3 separate regions of the Sus scrofa genome follow, and regions 2 and 3 are each linked to region 1. Evidence: chromatin contacts called from public HiChIP or PLAC-seq data. All regions are on one chromosome and are shown on one strand. The core of a region is the stretch at or near the end of the contact, and the rest is flanking DNA. Distances in the headings are between cores, read along the strand shown. Region 1 has its middle 320 kb from the start of PIK3R1. Region 2 has its middle 130 kb from the start of PIK3R1. Region 3 has its middle 140 kb from the start of PIK3R1.

Region 1 (2,519 bases), core at 6-2,505:
AGCTGAGGGAGAGGAAACCAGAACACTAGGTCATAGCTGTTTGTTTTCAAAGGAAATTTCTTAGTGTGTTTTTATGGCAAGAGGGAGAAAAAGTGTTAACATGGCTTCTAATGAAGTCAGATATTTAAATGAATGACTAATGTGTTTTGTAGAGAAAAATAAACCAATAAATGATTTTTTGAAGGTTAATTAGACCTACCTCATAAGGGGGGTTGTAAGGATTAAATCAGATTGTGTACAGAAAGCACGTAGCTCAGAGACGGGCGCATATCAAAGGTTCATAAATGGTGGTTATTGTTCCTATTGTATAGCACAGGGAACTATATCTATTCTCTTGTGATAGAACATGATCGAAGATAGTATGAAAAAAAGAATGTATATCTATGTGCACAACTGAGTCACTTTGCTATATAGCAGAAATTGGCACAACATTGTAAATCAATTATAATTTTTAAGAAAATCATGGACTTGGAAAGTAGACTTGTGGTTGCCCAGGGGGAGGGGAGGGAGTGGGATGGATGGGGTGCTTGGGGTTAATAGATGCAGACTATTACCTTTGGAATGGATTAGCAATGAGATCCTGCTGTGTAGCACTGGTCACTTATGATGGAGTATGATAATGTGAAAAAAAAATGTATGCATGTATGTGTAACTCAGTCACCATGGTGTACAGTAGAAAATTGACAGAACACTGTAAACCAGCTATAATGGAAAAAAATTAAAAATCATTATATATATAAAAAATGATGGCTATTGTTATCATTACCAAGGGGACCTCTGGCACATGTGGGAATGCCCCCTCCATGTGAGCAATCTCTTTGTACTGCCCTTCCCCGTGCTCTCTGCCCCTTCTTGACTCAGGAATAGGTGATCGGAGCTCTGCCTGGCCAAAGATGAGGGGCTGAGGATGAGTGATTTCCTCTGCAGCAAACACAAATGTTTGGGCTCCCTATTTCCTGCCTGTGGTTTTGCACACCCTTAAAGGAACAGTCATCCCCACTAATGCCATTTCTTCCTCCCTCTCATTGCTTTGCTGGTGCCTAATGATGGCTATGTGGTTTGGGCTGCAGCAAATGTGTTCCCCAGGGGTTTTCTCCTTAGTACTATACAGCAGCACATGCAACACTTTGACTTTCTTATGTTTGTTGCAACAATAAGAACAAGTGATAAAATACAGTAAGGGGATCTGGATTGTATACAGAGAAACAGAAAAGTCAAGGAGGAAAATACACTTTTTTTTTAATGAGTCAGACACTATAACCACATTTCTTGGCTAACCAGTCATTTGATGCATAGACATTTAAAATCAGGAAGAGCCTGTTCTAACCATAGCAGTTGTATAGGGGGCTTCTTCCATGACTGTGTCATGTCACCAGCTCTGACCCACCAGCAGACTTTCTGCCCTGGGCTGCATCAGACACTCCCAAAGTGTTTTCATGCCCTCTTCATCATCGTTGTTATTCTTGTTACCAAAAAACACTACTTTTGCTTTCTGTTTGAAAGAACACTCCAATAGGCAAAATTTGTGAGCAGTCAGATCCCTGCCCTCAAAATGAATTTACGATATAAAGATGAGAGCAAGGGGTGGGCAACTCTGAATAAAACATAATGTCCAAATAAGCAGTGCTACACTGACTTTCAGAAGGACCTGTTTTCAAATGAAGCAAATGCTTGATGGGGAAACAGGTGAGTGGGGGAGTTTCTGTGGCATCATCTTTTGTTTCTGCTGACCAATTTGATTCTCACAACTACTGTTTCTGTGTAGTGAAAGGGGTCAAAAAAAGATCTTTCCAATGGAAGTTCATAAAGAGAGTTATTGTAGGAGTGACTCGTGAGTAGAGTTCCTTATCTTGGATAATGTAATATTTCCTCTTGATAGAATCAGCTTGTTCTGCCAAGAGAAGCTGAGGGAGTGATTGGGAGTTTTTGCATATTATGTAAGCGAGTTTATTTTGGGAGCTTTGGGTATGGTGTGCTGCTGCCTTTAACCACATCTGCTCTATTTCCATAATGGCCACTTCATTCCTGGGCTGCGTGGAACACAGCCTACATTAGTGCTGGGTGAGCAGCCATTAGTAAGTGGTGGTGAGGCTCCAAAATTAGTGAGATGCTCCAGTGTCAGTGTTGAACTCTGCCCAGAAATACGCTACTGGTTTGGAAATTTAAAGAAAATAAATTTATCTATTGCATTTGGATTCCCACTCACAAGTGCATCTAACCACCCCTTACTTTATTCAGCTTTTCTTTCTGGGTGAAAGTCTCTATATTTTCTACTTTATTCAGTTAAAATAAGTATTGACCAGCCTTTTTTCATAGGCAAGTTCTGTATTCTCCAAACTTAAACCCCTAAATAATACGGTGTTGTGTTTGAGACATTTATGTATCTCCCAGGTTTTCTCAGGCCTATTGGTGCATACTTCTCTCTCCTTTATCAGGCTCTGCAGCTTACTTATTTTTTTTTTTTCAGGGCTGCACCTGTGGCATATAAAGTTTCCCAGGCTAGGGTTTGAACTGGAGCT
Region 2 (2,519 bases), core at 10-2,509, 190 kb before region 1:
ATTTTTTCTACATACTTGCTAAATAGTTTTTAAGACTTTTAATTTCTTTTCTTTTCTGGTTCTCTCTTTGAAGTAAAGTAAAAATTCAGGCAGATAGAAGCAAATGGAGATGTAAAGGACTAAGATTAAAAGGGGAAAAAATAAACTACCAGAATAATCAGTCCAGGAGAAACAGAGGTATCAGCATAGCTTGCAAATGCATATTTGGTAGCAGAGACAGAACACAGGTAGATACAATTAACTCTAACTTACTGGGGAGGGAGATGGGGGTGGATGGGATGGACAAGGGCAGGATGGAATGGAAGTCAAAGGGGGTGTCCCAAAGGTCAGCAGGCAGAAGTGTGATTTTCTAAGTCTGCATGAATATGTATGCCACATGTATCCCCAGAACGGAACCTCAGGTTGTTTTGTTTTTCTTTTTAGGGCTGCACCTGTGGCAGATGGAAGCTCCCAGTATAGGGGTCAAATTGGAGCCTCAGCTGTGGGCCTATGCCAGCCACCACAGCCTATGCCGGCCACAACCACAGCAATGCCAGGCCTGAGCCGCATCTGGGACCTTGCGGTAACACTGGATCCTGAGTCTACTGAGCAAGGCCAGGGATCAAACCCACATCCTCACAGACACTATGTTGGTTCTTAAACCACTGAGCCACAACAAGAACTCCCCTGATCCTCAGTTTTTAAGTGAGGAACTCAAAGGGTCAACACAAGGACAGCAGAAACTGGATAAACTCAGAGAGGGATGAACTTGGAAAGGATGGACTTGATCAAAGTCCCAGGCAAGAGCATTACAGTGACACTGGTCTTGAGTTCAGCTTGGTTTTAAAATAATTATCATAATACAAAACCTAACAGGCTCAAAACAATGTTCGTATTCATAACAATCCTAAGAATTGTATAATGCTTACAACTCTTTCCACGTGCTCTCTTGATGGTTATTTACTTTAATCTTGCCAGTGCCAAGGGCATGAAGATTAGGCATTGCTATCCCCATTTTACAGACGTGGGCGCCAAGGCCCAGAGCAGCTGTCCTCACTGCAGGCCGTGGATGCCAACACTCTAGCATTCAGTGATTCGCAGCATGTTCTCTGATTTGCTTGCAAATACTGTCCTGTGCAGAGGTCCTGTCCTGTTGCTGTCTTCCTCTACAGATGACAGGGAGATGATTCAGAGGAGAGCCCTCAAGCTGACCAGCTCTCTGGATGGGCCTCTCGCCTTGCACAAGCCTGGGTCCGCGGCTGCTGGAGGATTTGTTCCTAACCGCCCCTTCATTCCATCCCAAGCATAGATTTCCTGTCTCGATAAGAGGAGCCTGGCTCTGAGAAGTGGGTGTGGAGTTGCTGAAAAGAAAGTTCTCAGTTTGTCTTCTGGAGCCACAGTGAAGAGTCTCAGCTATGGGTCCTCATGCAGCTGCTGGAACTTATCCAGTGAGTTTTCTGTGGCAAATGACCCCAAAGGCTTTACAAAGGGAATAGCTTGCAGATGTGGGCATGATAACCTGCAAAGCACGACTTAAATATAATAATTGTCTCTAGTCTGCTCTTAACTGTGGCGACAGAGTTTCTACTATGTCATTAGGGAAGGAATTTGCAAGTCTTGGAATACACTAAGCGAAGCTTCTGGCATCTGCCGTTTTTAACAAAGTTAATTGGCTTCTGACCAAAAGAGGGGGGTTAAAGTATGTGGGAATAGGAAAGAACTAACATAAATGAAAGTCAAAGAGTGCCCAAAAGCTAAAAAAAGGGGTTTTGTTGCTATTGTTATTGAGGTTAAAGATCATCATTTTATCTCTTTGTGCTTGCCCATTGTCTTTTTTTTTTTTTTTTTTGGTTCTGGTTTTCTGTTATCTTTCTCAGTGAAATAACTGCAATTGAAAGGTAAACATTTGCTTTGCAGCCTTTCTTACTAGCCCGCCTCCCTGGCCCTAACTAGCAAAGCCAAGCAAGAAAAGATCCATTGAACTTTAGGGATGGATGAAATTTAGCCACTATCCAGTCCAATCTCCCACCTAACAAGGATATTTCCTCCCCTAATCCTTGGCGGGTGGTCCTCCAGACTCCCTACATTCCAAGGCCTGATATTTGGACGACAGTTACTACCATTAAAATATTATCTTGGATTTTTATTACTCGCAGGTTCTAGTTTTATCCTCTAGAACTAGATAGGGCTAGTTTAGTTAGTTTTTTTTTTTTAATATCACAAATATTTCATTGGGAAAAGTTATACCTCCCTTACAGGCAGAACAACTAATAAGTTTTGTCTTGGTTACCAATTCCAAATAGATTGGACTGTGGCTGCCTGGAGAGCTATGCTGGGCAAATGCCATAGGAAAGAGAATCATGATTGATCAATAATGTCTGCCCTGGACAAAAGAAGAAAGAGTGATGGTACAGATGGTGCATGCTTTCAGACTTTGTCCTTAAATGTAACGGAATCATTGGGCACCCTTGAGCCCTTAAATTGTTCTTTATATACCATGGGTAGAGTCTTTACGCTCATGGCTGATTTTCTATAAATAT
Region 3 (2,519 bases), core at 11-2,510, 170 kb before region 1:
ACCTCCATATGCCATGGGTGTGGCCCTACAAAATACAAAAAAAAAGACAAAAAAAAAAAAAAAAGGCAGCTTGAAATCAACAAACACTTATTATCTCACAGTTTCTGTGAGTCAGGACTCTGGGTGTTGTTTATGTGGGTCCTCTGGTACAGGGTGCCCCAGGCTGCAGTCTCACTGCCAGCTGGGCCTGCAGGGTCTCAAGGCTTGACTGGAGAAGGTATACTCCAAGGTCACTGCAATGGCTGTTAGCAGACCTCCGGGCCTCTGGCTGCCAGCTGCAGGGCTCAGTTTCTGGCCTCTCTTTAAGGCAGCTCTCAACATGGCAAGTCCTTCCCTCAGAAAGCAAAAAGGAGGACAGCTATGGACAGGTAGACAGTGGAATGAGATGGAAGCCACAAATGTTTTGTAACCTGTTCTTGGAAGTGATCTGTTTTCTCTTCCTAAGAAGTGAGTCCAGCCCAAGGCAGGTATTAGGGATTATATAAGAGTGTCAATACCAGGAGGCAGGGGTTATTGGGGACATTTTCTTTTCTTTTTGTTTTTCTTTCTTTCTTTTTTAGGGCTGCACCTGTGGCACATGGAAGTTCCCAGGCTAGGGGTTGAATTAGAGCTGCAGCTGCTGGCCTATGTCACAGTCACAGCAATGCCAGATCAGAGCTGCGTCTGTGACCTACACCACAGCTCATGGAAATGTTGCATCCTTAACCCACTGAGTGGGGCCAGGGATCGAACCCTCAACCTGATGGATACTAGTCGGGTTCCTTACTGCTGAGCCATGACAGGAACTCCAGGGGCCATTTATTTTGCCTACCACAGAAACCCAACCTGATGACCATTGCAGTCTTCAGATTTAAGTCCAAGTGACTCTCGGTTACCTTCAAAAACCAAATCCACCCTCAAAGAATAAAGAGGTACCACCACTGAGGATATTACAAAACAAAACTGCCATGCCCTCTTAAAATATTAAACATCTGACCAACTGAAGATTGTTATGTTCAAGAAGACAAAACACTGGGGTGTATACGATCTGATGACCCGAACTCCATCGGTTCGGTTCAAATTATGCTTTTGCTTTCACGATTAGGCTTTTTGCATGTTGGTAATTAGCAAAAATAAAAACATACTGTTTTCCAAAGTGAAAGTAGATTCTTTATGCGAATTGAGCTCCCACTGATTTCTACAGTCCTTGAGATGGACAGGAAAGACAGTGACTCCCTATGGCCATTTGGTTTGGTCACTTGAGTCCCTGGCAGGCAGCAGAGCTCTGAGTCAGTTCCTCTCTGCTACTCTGGACTGACCATGGCACAGCGGCCAAGGCAGATAGAACCCAGGCTGTGGGGTGCGGTGTGTCCACCTTGCTCTTTGTAAAGAGTTAGAATTAGAATTAGAAAATTCAGTTAGAATTATAAATTCTAGTTAGAATTAGAAAATTCAGTTCTCATCCTTTGAAATAAGGGAAGTTCATATTCAGAAACCTAGAGATACTGTGAACCAGGAAAAAAAGGGTAGCTTGCTTGGCTGGGTGCTCCAGATCCTGCTGGCTTCTGGTCAAACTTCAGGTTGCTGGTCAGAGCTATTCAAGGAATGCAAAGTGGAGAGTCCAGCTCTCCTAATGGGACCCAGAAGCAAGGCTAATTTCCTCTGCTCACCTACCCTGAATCCAACACATAATCCCACTCACTTTGCCCCAATAGCAGCTCCAGATTTTGGCCTCAGCCAAATTCTCCATTTCATCTAACTTGCTCCTGGTTCTAGCGATTAAGTCAGAGCTTTGTTCTAAGCACAAGTTTTTACTGATTGGGTCTTCTTATCTCTTTCTCTAAAGATAAGTTATATATTAGCAAGATTATTAAGGGGTGAGGCTGGGTTGGAAGGCAGAAAGTTTAACTCATTCATGACCAGAGCAGAAAGAAAGGAATACATTGGAGGAAGTGCTGGTTTTCTGTTGGCATTTGAGCAGGAAGGGGGTGCACAAGGGGCAGGAGAAGAAAGTCAGGGCAACTGCCTGGAACCTGTTTGCCTGTGTTGTTTGTGGAGGAAGCTGGAGCCTGAGGGTTGCCTCAGATTTCCACTCACAAACAGTGCAGAAGAGTGAGGACAGCAGAAATTAGCTTGTTGGTGGGAGTGGAAAGACCCATTTTTGTGAAGTTCAGGATTTTTTTTTAAATAAAAGTTTGTTCTCATAAACACTGTATATGTAAAAGTTTTATTTCAGGTAGTGAAGCAGATGTGTGTGCATGCATGTGTATACATGTGTATGTGCATGTGTACATGCATGTGCATGTGTGTGCATGCACACGTGTGATAGTGCCCTGTGGGGGACTGGAGGTGCCTTGTCTTCATTTTATGTGTCCTTTTTTTTGGCCATGCTCATGGCATGTGGAAGTTCCTGGGCCAGGGACTGAACCTCCGCCATACAGGAGTGACAACGCCGGATACTTAATCCTCTAGGCAACCAGGGAACACCTTCATTTCTGTGTCTTAAGGTCAATATAAGAAGTCTGTGCTGAAACTCTCTT

Evidence for each region. HiChIP or PLAC-seq counts read pairs in DNA pulled down with a chosen protein or histone mark.
Region 2: an H3K27ac HiChIP or PLAC-seq map of alveolar macrophages shows a contact between it and region 1. The contact joins two enhancer-like sites.
Region 3: a contact with region 1 is called in an H3K27ac HiChIP or PLAC-seq map of alveolar macrophages. The contact joins two enhancer-like sites. A contact is called at or near these places in 2 of 2 datasets of contacts at active chromatin or transcription factors (alveolar macrophages and skeletal muscle).

What each region holds. Positions count from the first base shown.
Region 1 is chr16:46,117,322-46,119,840 of Sscrofa11.1, reverse strand. No RefSeq gene overlaps it. Among named protein-coding and RNA genes, the nearest start is that of PIK3R1, 320 kb to the left of the region's middle. Within about 2 kb of position 1,255, at least 6 of the 83 cell types and tissues checked have an H3K27ac peak or open chromatin away from gene starts, as enhancers often do. A contact at or near this core is called in alveolar macrophages, where this site is marked.
Region 2 is chr16:46,308,146-46,310,664 of Sscrofa11.1, reverse strand. No RefSeq gene overlaps it. Among named protein-coding and RNA genes, the nearest start is that of PIK3R1, 130 kb to the left of the region's middle. Within about 2 kb of position 1,259, at least 13 of the 83 cell types and tissues checked have an H3K27ac peak or open chromatin away from gene starts, as enhancers often do. A contact at or near this core is called in alveolar macrophages, where this site is marked.
Region 3 is chr16:46,291,207-46,293,725 of Sscrofa11.1, reverse strand. No RefSeq gene overlaps it. Among named protein-coding and RNA genes, the nearest start is that of PIK3R1, 140 kb to the left of the region's middle. Within about 2 kb of position 1,260, at least 19 of the 83 cell types and tissues checked have an H3K27ac peak or open chromatin away from gene starts, as enhancers often do. A contact at or near this core is called in alveolar macrophages, where this site is marked.